2 separate regions of the Zea mays genome follow, and region 1 is linked to region 2. A link is a contact called in public Hi-C data. All regions are on one chromosome and are shown on one strand. The core of a region is the stretch at or near the end of the contact, and the rest is flanking DNA. Distances in the headings are between cores, read along the strand shown.

Evidence for each region. Hi-C and Micro-C count contacts between places; a contact is called where the count stands out from the background.
Region 1: a contact with region 2 is called in a Hi-C map of tassel, with 4 times the contacts expected there. The contact joins the promoter of LOC100273450 here to the promoter of LOC100216599 in region 2. A contact is called at or near these places in 3 of 25 Hi-C or Micro-C datasets (endosperm, leaf and tassel).

Annotation. Positions count from the first base shown.
Region 1 is chr4:30,264,897-30,269,317 of Zm-B73-REFERENCE-NAM-5.0, reverse strand. It overlaps LOC100273450, which reads right to left and starts at 3,029. Exons shown (of 7, transcript NM_001147887.1): 1 at 2,495-3,029; 2 at 991-1,450. The coding sequence starts at 2,932. It also overlaps the pseudogene LOC109945696.
Region 2 is chr4:30,037,382-30,041,786 of Zm-B73-REFERENCE-NAM-5.0, reverse strand. It overlaps LOC100216599 (aconitase1), which reads right to left and starts at 2,465. Exons shown (of 20, transcript NM_001317364.1): 1 at 2,200-2,465; 2 at 652-756; 3 at 1-153. The coding sequence starts at 2,464.

The DNA.
Region 1 (4,421 bases), core at 1,780-4,279, 230 kb before region 2:
ATGTGGGAATCGCAGCACTGGGTCTGTTCAGTGAGCTAGCAAGTAATATGTAAAGAAAATAAACAAGGCAAGGAAGGTCTGCAAACAAATCATTGCCACATTTCGTGTATTGCCCTAACCATGTAGTTCTCCACACTGACCTCTAGCTTCTCCCTTAAGCTGCTTTCTTAGAAAAGCTAGAGAAACTGTCCTAAACATCATTACTATATTAAAGTACAAATTACCTAGGATATCGAGGGGGAGTTACAAAATGGAAAATTTAGGAAATGGAAGGGTACAAAATGGAAGAGAACTTATATTAGAACAAGTACAGGCTCTCAATTACTAGTTAGGAAGGTTATAGACAGTATATACACATTCCACTGGCGACTTTTGAATGGTAAAAGTAAAGGTTCTTCACTCGAGCAATAGCCTTAATAGAACAGAAGAAATAAATGGAATGTGGCAGGAAGGAAATAAGAGGCAAAGGTTCTTGACCTCGGGTAATAGATTTCATAATGATAAAGAAGGAAATAATTGAATTGTGGCAGAAAGGGGGAAAACTACGAAATAAAGTAGGTACTGAAAGAACCAAGATCATATATAGGACATAAACAATTAACACTGACCTAACAGAGGTCATGCATTACACAAGACACGCATCGCAGCTCAAGTCCTATATGAAGAGCCTGTTGGTATCCTGCTTCAAGACAACAGCAGTTTTACGAGTATTTCAGAACCCTCCTGTGGTCAAATGATCCAAATTAACGAACGAAATGCTGTGGAGCTACTGACTTCTTCAACGACTGAACCAAGCTTCAATACATTTGGAACAGGTAGAAGTAACAAACCAACAACCAAAAAATTAACTGAAGTTGCAAGTGACATCAAACACAACAATTTACATAACAGGTCAGACATGAAATAAACTAAAACCAAATGCAATTATGCAAATGCAATAAATGAAGTCACAACAAAAACAAATTCAACTTCCTTTCAGCTATTCCTTACCTTTCTCCTGAACAACAGTAGCTTTCTTGTTTGCAGCAGGCCCAATACGCATAGGCCTAGAAGAACATAGCATGCCATTCATCTCAGTCATTGCACGAGCTTGCTCATTAGGATCACCAAACTTCACAAAACCATAACCCTTTGTGCGCATTGTCAGCTTGTCTGTTACAACTTTTGCACCCTTCACAGAAGGGTAATGTGCCCTAAATGTCTCTTGTAATACATAGTCTGTAACATCAGCAGCCAAATCACCAACAAATATTGTATAGTCGGGGGTGTCATCACGTTTTTCACCAGCACTAGCCCAATTCAACCGGAATGGCAACTCAACATTTGGCATCATTGTCCCGTTGTAAGTCTGAAGAACTCTTTCAGCAGCAGCGCGGCTTATGAATTCAATAAAACCATAGCCCTGAAGTTGTCCAGTATGCTTGTCACGAATTAGCTTCACATTTTGCACCTACAAATTCATTAGCAAAAAAAAGATCAGCACTATCATGTACACAAAAGCCAAAAATACGTGGTGTGAAATGTGCAATGGCAACCATCAGGTAGGGTGACAACACAAACATTTTATGATTAAATCAACAAACCCATTGGTTTATATAAAATGTCAACCAGCACACAGAAACTAGGGTAATTTTGTTTTATATAAAACCTGGACACAATCATAAATGCATCTGCAGAGGAATCTCAGAAAAATACCAAAACGGTATACAGCTACTTCAGACAAGTTACCAGGACACTGTCCGCCATACACAAAGATGGGCAGACCATTATAAAACATAAATTTACTATCAATACTCCCACCAGGCTGTTCTGTTAGGTACCACAATTAGAAATACGGATACCAATACGTGGGCGCCCTAGTAGATACGAAGACTAGGAGTAACTCAGCGAAATTGTGTTCTTGTGTGGAGTGCTGCAACCTGCGCTGACCTGCCACATTGGCAATGAATTTGCATGCAACACCTATTGATTGCCAACCAATTGCTGTCATGTCGTCAATCAGGCTAGTAAACTTTGTGTCATTTGCCAACATAAACGCAAAATGTGAGCTAAAAGGCAGCTTATAATTAGGTTACGTGCAACTTATTATGGCTCAGTATATTCTACCGCCTAACATATCGGATTGTTTTGTGAACGATGGGATGCCTAACAACACGGCTGGGAGTAATTTTGACATATAATTCGAATTTTCGTAAATAAATCACATATAGCATGAAGCTCTAATGAATCTGAATTCACTACTAATGGATCCGAATCCACTATACGTGCGGTACTTTCTTATACTATAACCATACTCCATCGATGAGACGAACATATTCGTGCAGTACTTATTACTATAATCATAATGCATCGAAGAGACGAAGAAATTGAAATTTACAGCAAGCGACATAAGAAGTCCATAAACATGGGCGTTGAACCCCACATCGATAGGGACGGATCGCAGCGACCCACGGGCAGCAGCAGATTCGTACAGCGTAGAACCGAAAGCGCGTACCTCCCCCGTGGATGCGAAGCACCCGTAGATGTAGTTATCGTCCATCCAGTACTGCAGATCCCCGATCCAGAGCGTCCTGACCTCGCTGGGCCCGACAGGTGCCGCGGCCACCGCCGCGGGCGCGGGTACCGCCCCGTAGTAGGCGGCCTGTGGCGGGGGAGGCGCCTGGCCGTACGCGGCCTGGGGTGGTGGGAGCGCCTGGCCATACGCGGCCTGGGGCGGCGGGGGCGCCTGACCGTACGCGGCCTGAGGCGGGGGCGGGGGCGGGGGCGCCTGGCCCCACATCTGCGGCGGGGGCGGGGCCTGATGGGTCGGTGGTGGCGCGTACTGATGCTGAGGGGCCATAGGCGGCGGGATGCCGCCCCAGTGTGGCGGCGCTCCGGGGGCGGCCTGTGGAGGAGGAGGGGCCATGCCGGGCTGCTGCTGCTGCGGCATCATGGCGGCGGCGGCGGGGAGCGAAACCTAAGGTGAGACGATGGAGAAGGTTGGACGAGCAAGAGCGGTGGAGAAGGCTCTCTTTGGATTGAGATTTCTCTATGTGTGTGGGGCTTGCTTAGATATTTTTGCCTCCACTGACCAATAGGTGACGGGAAGCGCCAGGAAGCATCCGGGTCCGGGGCGTGCCAACTTTTTTTTATTTTAGTCCTTTTTAAGTTTTTTTAATAATTATACCCTTTACAGTTTTAGTTTTAAAAATGATCTTTGGATCGACGTCGTCATCATTGTCTCATTGGTGTCTAGGTTATATGTATCAGCGCTAATTTTTTTAGCGTGCATATGTCAGGTTCAGACGTGGCGCGTACCTCGGCGTTGTAAATCTCGACGCCGAGGTACGCGCCTATAAATAAGCCCCGTCGGCCGTCAGTTTTTGTGTTCATTTCTATTCTTCGAAACGAGAGACATCAGCCTAAATTAGATCTTGGCACCGAGGTACGCGCCTATAAATAAGTCATGTCGACCATCAGTTTTTATGCTCATTTCTATTCTTCGAAATGAGATAACATCAACCTAAATTGTAGGATGTCTAGGCGTGGTAAACCTGCTAAACAAAGGTAAGCATTGTATTAAATCATATTTTGTGAGTATATTATATTTGTGATTCTTATAGGTCTTATCGAAATTTAGGAAGGGTCTTTGACCGGAACTACCTTTGCCAACTGGTGTTCCGGTGCCTATGTGTTTTGTGGTGATCCTTGCAAGGTTGATAAGTCTGAGGATCATGACACCTATCGACAAAGGTATTGGATGTGTGCTAACTATGCATTTGAGCTAACGATTGTTCAGCGCCGGATGAATTTAATGGTGAGAATAGTCTTTTAATATGTTAACAATTTAAAGACTCGAAGTGGTGCATGTTTTCTTTGCCTACTAATCATTGCATGTTTTGTAGACTCCTCCACCTAGCTTTTGTTTAGCCTTTATAAACACATCACTCAAGGATGGTCTACCAACGAATAACACGAGCACGTGTCGCATGTCAATGAACTTGGCATTTCCATAGGGATCTTTTTCCACATTGCCTCCATAATATAAGCTCAAAAAATTGTCCATCTATTTGAAACACGAATTAAACATTCAATGTCCACTATAGATGGTTATTGCCTAACCACAACCCACTAATAACTACTTGCTAACTAACTAATAACCAAGTACTAACTAATAACTAAAAACTAACCACATAATAACATAATACTATGTATACAATCTGGACAGCACCTCTCATATACGGGGAGGTTACTAAAACCTAACAATTCATATCACACTAACTAGGTACACAATTATCTACATTAGTAATAGCATAATTTAATACCACGTTCACCAATGCGGGCTTGGAGACCGTCGATGAGCGTGAGGAGAAGGGCGTGGGCGCCCGGCCGGAGGACGCCGGCGACGATGACGGGCGGCGGAGGGCGCGGCCGGTGGCGGA
Region 2 (4,405 bases), core at 1,216-3,715:
GAACTCGAGCTGGCTTGAATGGTATCTCGGCCAGCTTTGGAGATGTGTTTTCCCAGTCAATTATTTTCTCAACATCATTCTTGGTAACTTGGAAGTTATCACAGTTACGGATAGCTGACTCAAGAAGAATACGGACGGAGTACGGCAGCTTATCTGATACATAACAAAAGATATAATATACATTCAGTTACAACAATAGAAGATATAACTATGTACAATTTGCTGTGTCACATACTAAAGAATTGATAGAAACACAAAAGGTATGACTAGAGAATATATTATATATAGCTTTCTTAAGGAAGGTATGCCATAGAATTGTGTGATATGTTCTCTGTATAAAGTTAATTAACCAGTCCAAATTTGATGTGGGAATATATAGCTTTCTTAAGGAAGGAATGCCATAGAATTGTGTCAATATTTCATTTTCACTTAACATGGATTATTGACTATTGAGAATAGAAAACAACTAATAAAACCTCGTTTTGACTGGAAGTGGGGAACTTAAGTGAAGTAATATTACAAGCATGTATTATAATTTTTCTTCAGTTTAGGATACTAAAATCACACTGAACATACACACCCGTTGGCAATGTAACCTAGCAACTGCTGAAGTAAAGAGAAAACAATTTCAAAAGGAAGCAGCACAATTACCAATCCTTGGATCATTTAGTGCAGGAAGGCTGTAGAACTTTCCATATTCACCACCTCCAGGCTTAGGGAGGCTGGTCAGAATATCCTTGAAGGCATGCACAGTAGCTGCACACAAAGTAAGGCAACATGATTAGCTACTGGAACAAAGAAATGCCTCTGCATTAACAGATCTCACCGAAGTTAAATTTATCCTGAGGTGCAGAACATTTCAAGTCAACTAAATGAGTCATCAAGTTGGTCGCCACATGAAAATTAGTCAATTATATTATAGGATTCCTTAACCTATCCATATGGGAATAGGGAAAGCAAGATGATAAATTAATAACAAGCGCAAAATCACCCCGTACAAACAACAGTCTGAAATATAGGTCAATAGATCATGCACTACAACCTTATAGCCTACTTAGCACTAAGGTCCCGCAACAGCTTAGTACCATAGTAATGGCTTGGTTGGTTCAGAAATAGCCATAATGTTGTATCAAAGCCAAATTAGCTGATCTCCGTTATATTGTTAACGGAAGTGGGGTGGGAGCCTCATCTCAAAAAAATTCCACTAACTGCTAATCACATGAACATAATCCGCAATCCTTATAGTACGTAAACAATACCACCAGATATCACTGAAGGCATCTATGATCCATACGAGGTCTTCCACAAGGAAACATTCAAGTCTCAACCACCAGGGAACCAAAAGAAGCATGACATAACTGCCTAACTACCAGATCCTAATCTAATCACTTAATAGGTACCCGACTCAATCAGTAGTGACCAGAACAGGTCACACAAACCTGTAGGTTGTAACTACTGATCACAAACCATCACATCCTGAGATCGAGCTCTGCTTCTGCTTGCAGGATGAAGGCACTAGCTTAAATTGCAATCTAAGCTGAGTCCCTGAGTGCAAAGAGTCGTGTGCTTCAGTGAAAACCAAGTCAAATCAACTCAAAACGCGAACCGAATATACTAAAATATCCATCCCGAATATCTAATATCCACATCCAAAAAGTAAAGGGAGAGAAGAACTAGGAATCTATTCGCCCCCGATTCCTAAACCCCTAGCCCCCCAACCGAAACCAGCAGAGGCATCTTCGTCTAGACATCAAACGAACCCACGCGCCGACACGGGAAATGGTCAGTCGGCACCGGTGGATGCGCCATCCAAAAACCGCTCCAACGCATCTGGGTCACGTCACTTCATTCACTGGTTCACTTGAAAAAATCCCGAGTGAAACGCTGGCGAGCGAACCCATCTACTCCTCGACCCCAGAAGACAAGATCCACACGATGCGAGGAACACCGCGTCACATAATTCGAATTCAATGATCCGGGTAGAAGGATAAGGCCGTCGATTGACCAGGATCCCAGTCCAAAACGAGCGAGCACACAGCGCTCGAAGCAGCGAACGCGACGAGGCGAGGCGCACGCATCAACGTCACCCAGATCGCCCCGCCCCGCCCCGCGCGCGCGTGACAAGCACACGACCCACGACCAGACGGAAGACCCCACGCGCGGACGGACGAAGACAAGCGCGCGCACGCACGCACGCACCTTGGGTTGCCATCCTGCGCTGGAACTGCTCGACGGCAGGCACGGCGGCCCCGATCTGCGCCCTGGCGCCCGCGAAACGCGGCCGTGTCCCGGAGAAGGCGGCGGCGCGGCGGACGAGCCCGCTTCGGCCGACCCACGCGCCGCACGGCAGCGAGAGCGCGAGGCGGGCGGAGGAGGCGGCGCGGCCCGGGTTGACGGAGGCTAGCGCAGCTGAGTTGGGGGAGAGGGATCTGAGGAGGAGGCGGGCGTTGGCGGCTTTATACATGGATGGATGGATGGAGGTCGCAGCCCGGAGGCGTGGGGCAAGTGGGCGGGGGAGATGAGTGAGGCTGCGGGGAGGTGGGTCGGGGTCGCGAGGCGACCGCTGGAGCCTGTGCAGGGAATATTGGAGTACGAACCACGGGGTCTGGTTGAGGGTCTGACCGTGGTTAGTGTCGATCTGGCCATCTCGGGTCGGGTTCCAGAGTGGGGGCGCCGGCTCGTGTCCCTGCCTCGCGGGTCGCGGCGCGGGGACGACGGTCGAGGACCCGAGGGGCGTGGCTGCCACGGGGCCGGGCCGGCTTGTTGTTGTTGGCTGGCTTACTGCCAGGTGGGGCTGTTGTTGTTCGTGGTTTCGGTTCTCTGCAGGCAGCGGCCGCGCGGTTGGGGTTGGGGCGTTGGGGTCCGTCGGCTCCGGCCGTGGCGAGGTGGAAAGGCCAGGTGCTCGCGCTGTCGTCCGACTGATGTGTTCGTTTGCAAGGCCGCTTTAGAATGAAAAAATAAATAAAAAAACATACTGTGCACTGTGCTGGTTGGTGATCGGTTACATGATTTTGCAGCGATAGAAATCAATAAAGATGCTTTTGAGAGGCAAATTTCAAAAGCTGGCTGTTTTCTTGGAAAAGCGAACTTTTGATAGAAGCGAGTTTCTCACGAATTTTGGCCTAACTTTGTAAGCTGGCCATCTCAAAAAAAAAAGTACGCTGATGGCTTTGTAGACTTTTCAGAATACCTCCAGGGGTCGGGGGATCGGGACGAATCGTTTTTCTAGCTATGCCGCAATTGTTCATTGAGTTGAACTCCACTGTGATATCCACTAACTTTAGCGACATCGCAAACTTACCTTCGACTAGGCTAGAATAATCCTCGCGTCACTAAGTACCGAGTTCCTCGCTCATGTTTCTTTGTTGCAATACCTTAGTTCTCAAATATTTGTTCATCTTTAAACTAAATCGCGACAAGACAAATAAAAAAGAATGGGGGAGTAATATATTTAAGCGAGTGTGTAGTGACACATGGTGTACTGTTTGTTTGAGTACCTTTTGTCGTGGGGCGAGGTTTGTACGCAATATATATAGAATGGATACACATGCGCTCGCCTTGGTCACCAGCTGGCGGATTGGAGGACGCGGATCGGCGCCGGGCTGGTGTAGATCGATCCACGTTGGGATGCAGATCCACATCACGCCGGGGGGCGAATCTCTGCGGTGGCATGCTAGGAGCGAGCTCACAGTGGAGCAGACGTTACTGTTTTTTGTTAGCATTTTTTTAATCTTTTTTATACAGGTGAATATTTGCGATCATCTGTCTGTCTGTCTGAATGGCCTGTCTCTGACTCTGTCCATCACTTTCGTCCACCTCAGTAAACCTTGAACGCAGCTAGCAGTGTACCCAAGTACCGAACCAGGAGGTTGTTGTTGATGGTAAAAGAACGGTGTGGATCGCTTGAGGTGAACGCATTTGGATTGGGGTTTTACGTCACCACGTTTGCCGTTGCTCTTGCAGTACGTAGCACACACGGATACGGAGCAAATACCAAGCCCCCCGCACACTAGCGAGTAGCGACAAAAAAATGGCGTGGTGGGTTCTAGACACGTGAGCTGCCATCCAGCAGATTAGTGAGAGCGGGAGCCGTGCGGCGCACTGCTACTGCTGCTGCCGCCTCTGCTGCCCATGCCATGCGGGCAAACGCGACGGCGCGGTGGTTCTGCCGTGGAAGAAACCGGCTGCATGGGAATGGGATGGCTGGGACTGGGCGGCCGGGTTCTTCCTGCCCATCCCATACACGATCCGAAATTCCGAACGGATAATATAGTACGATCCAGCAATGGAAATCGGAAAGGGTAAAAGGGGAGCAGGTGAGCCAGCAGATCGGCGGCATGTCCGATGTTCTCCGTTGGGGGAATAACTTCTGATCCCTGTTCCCACGGTGAGGAAAAATTATCCG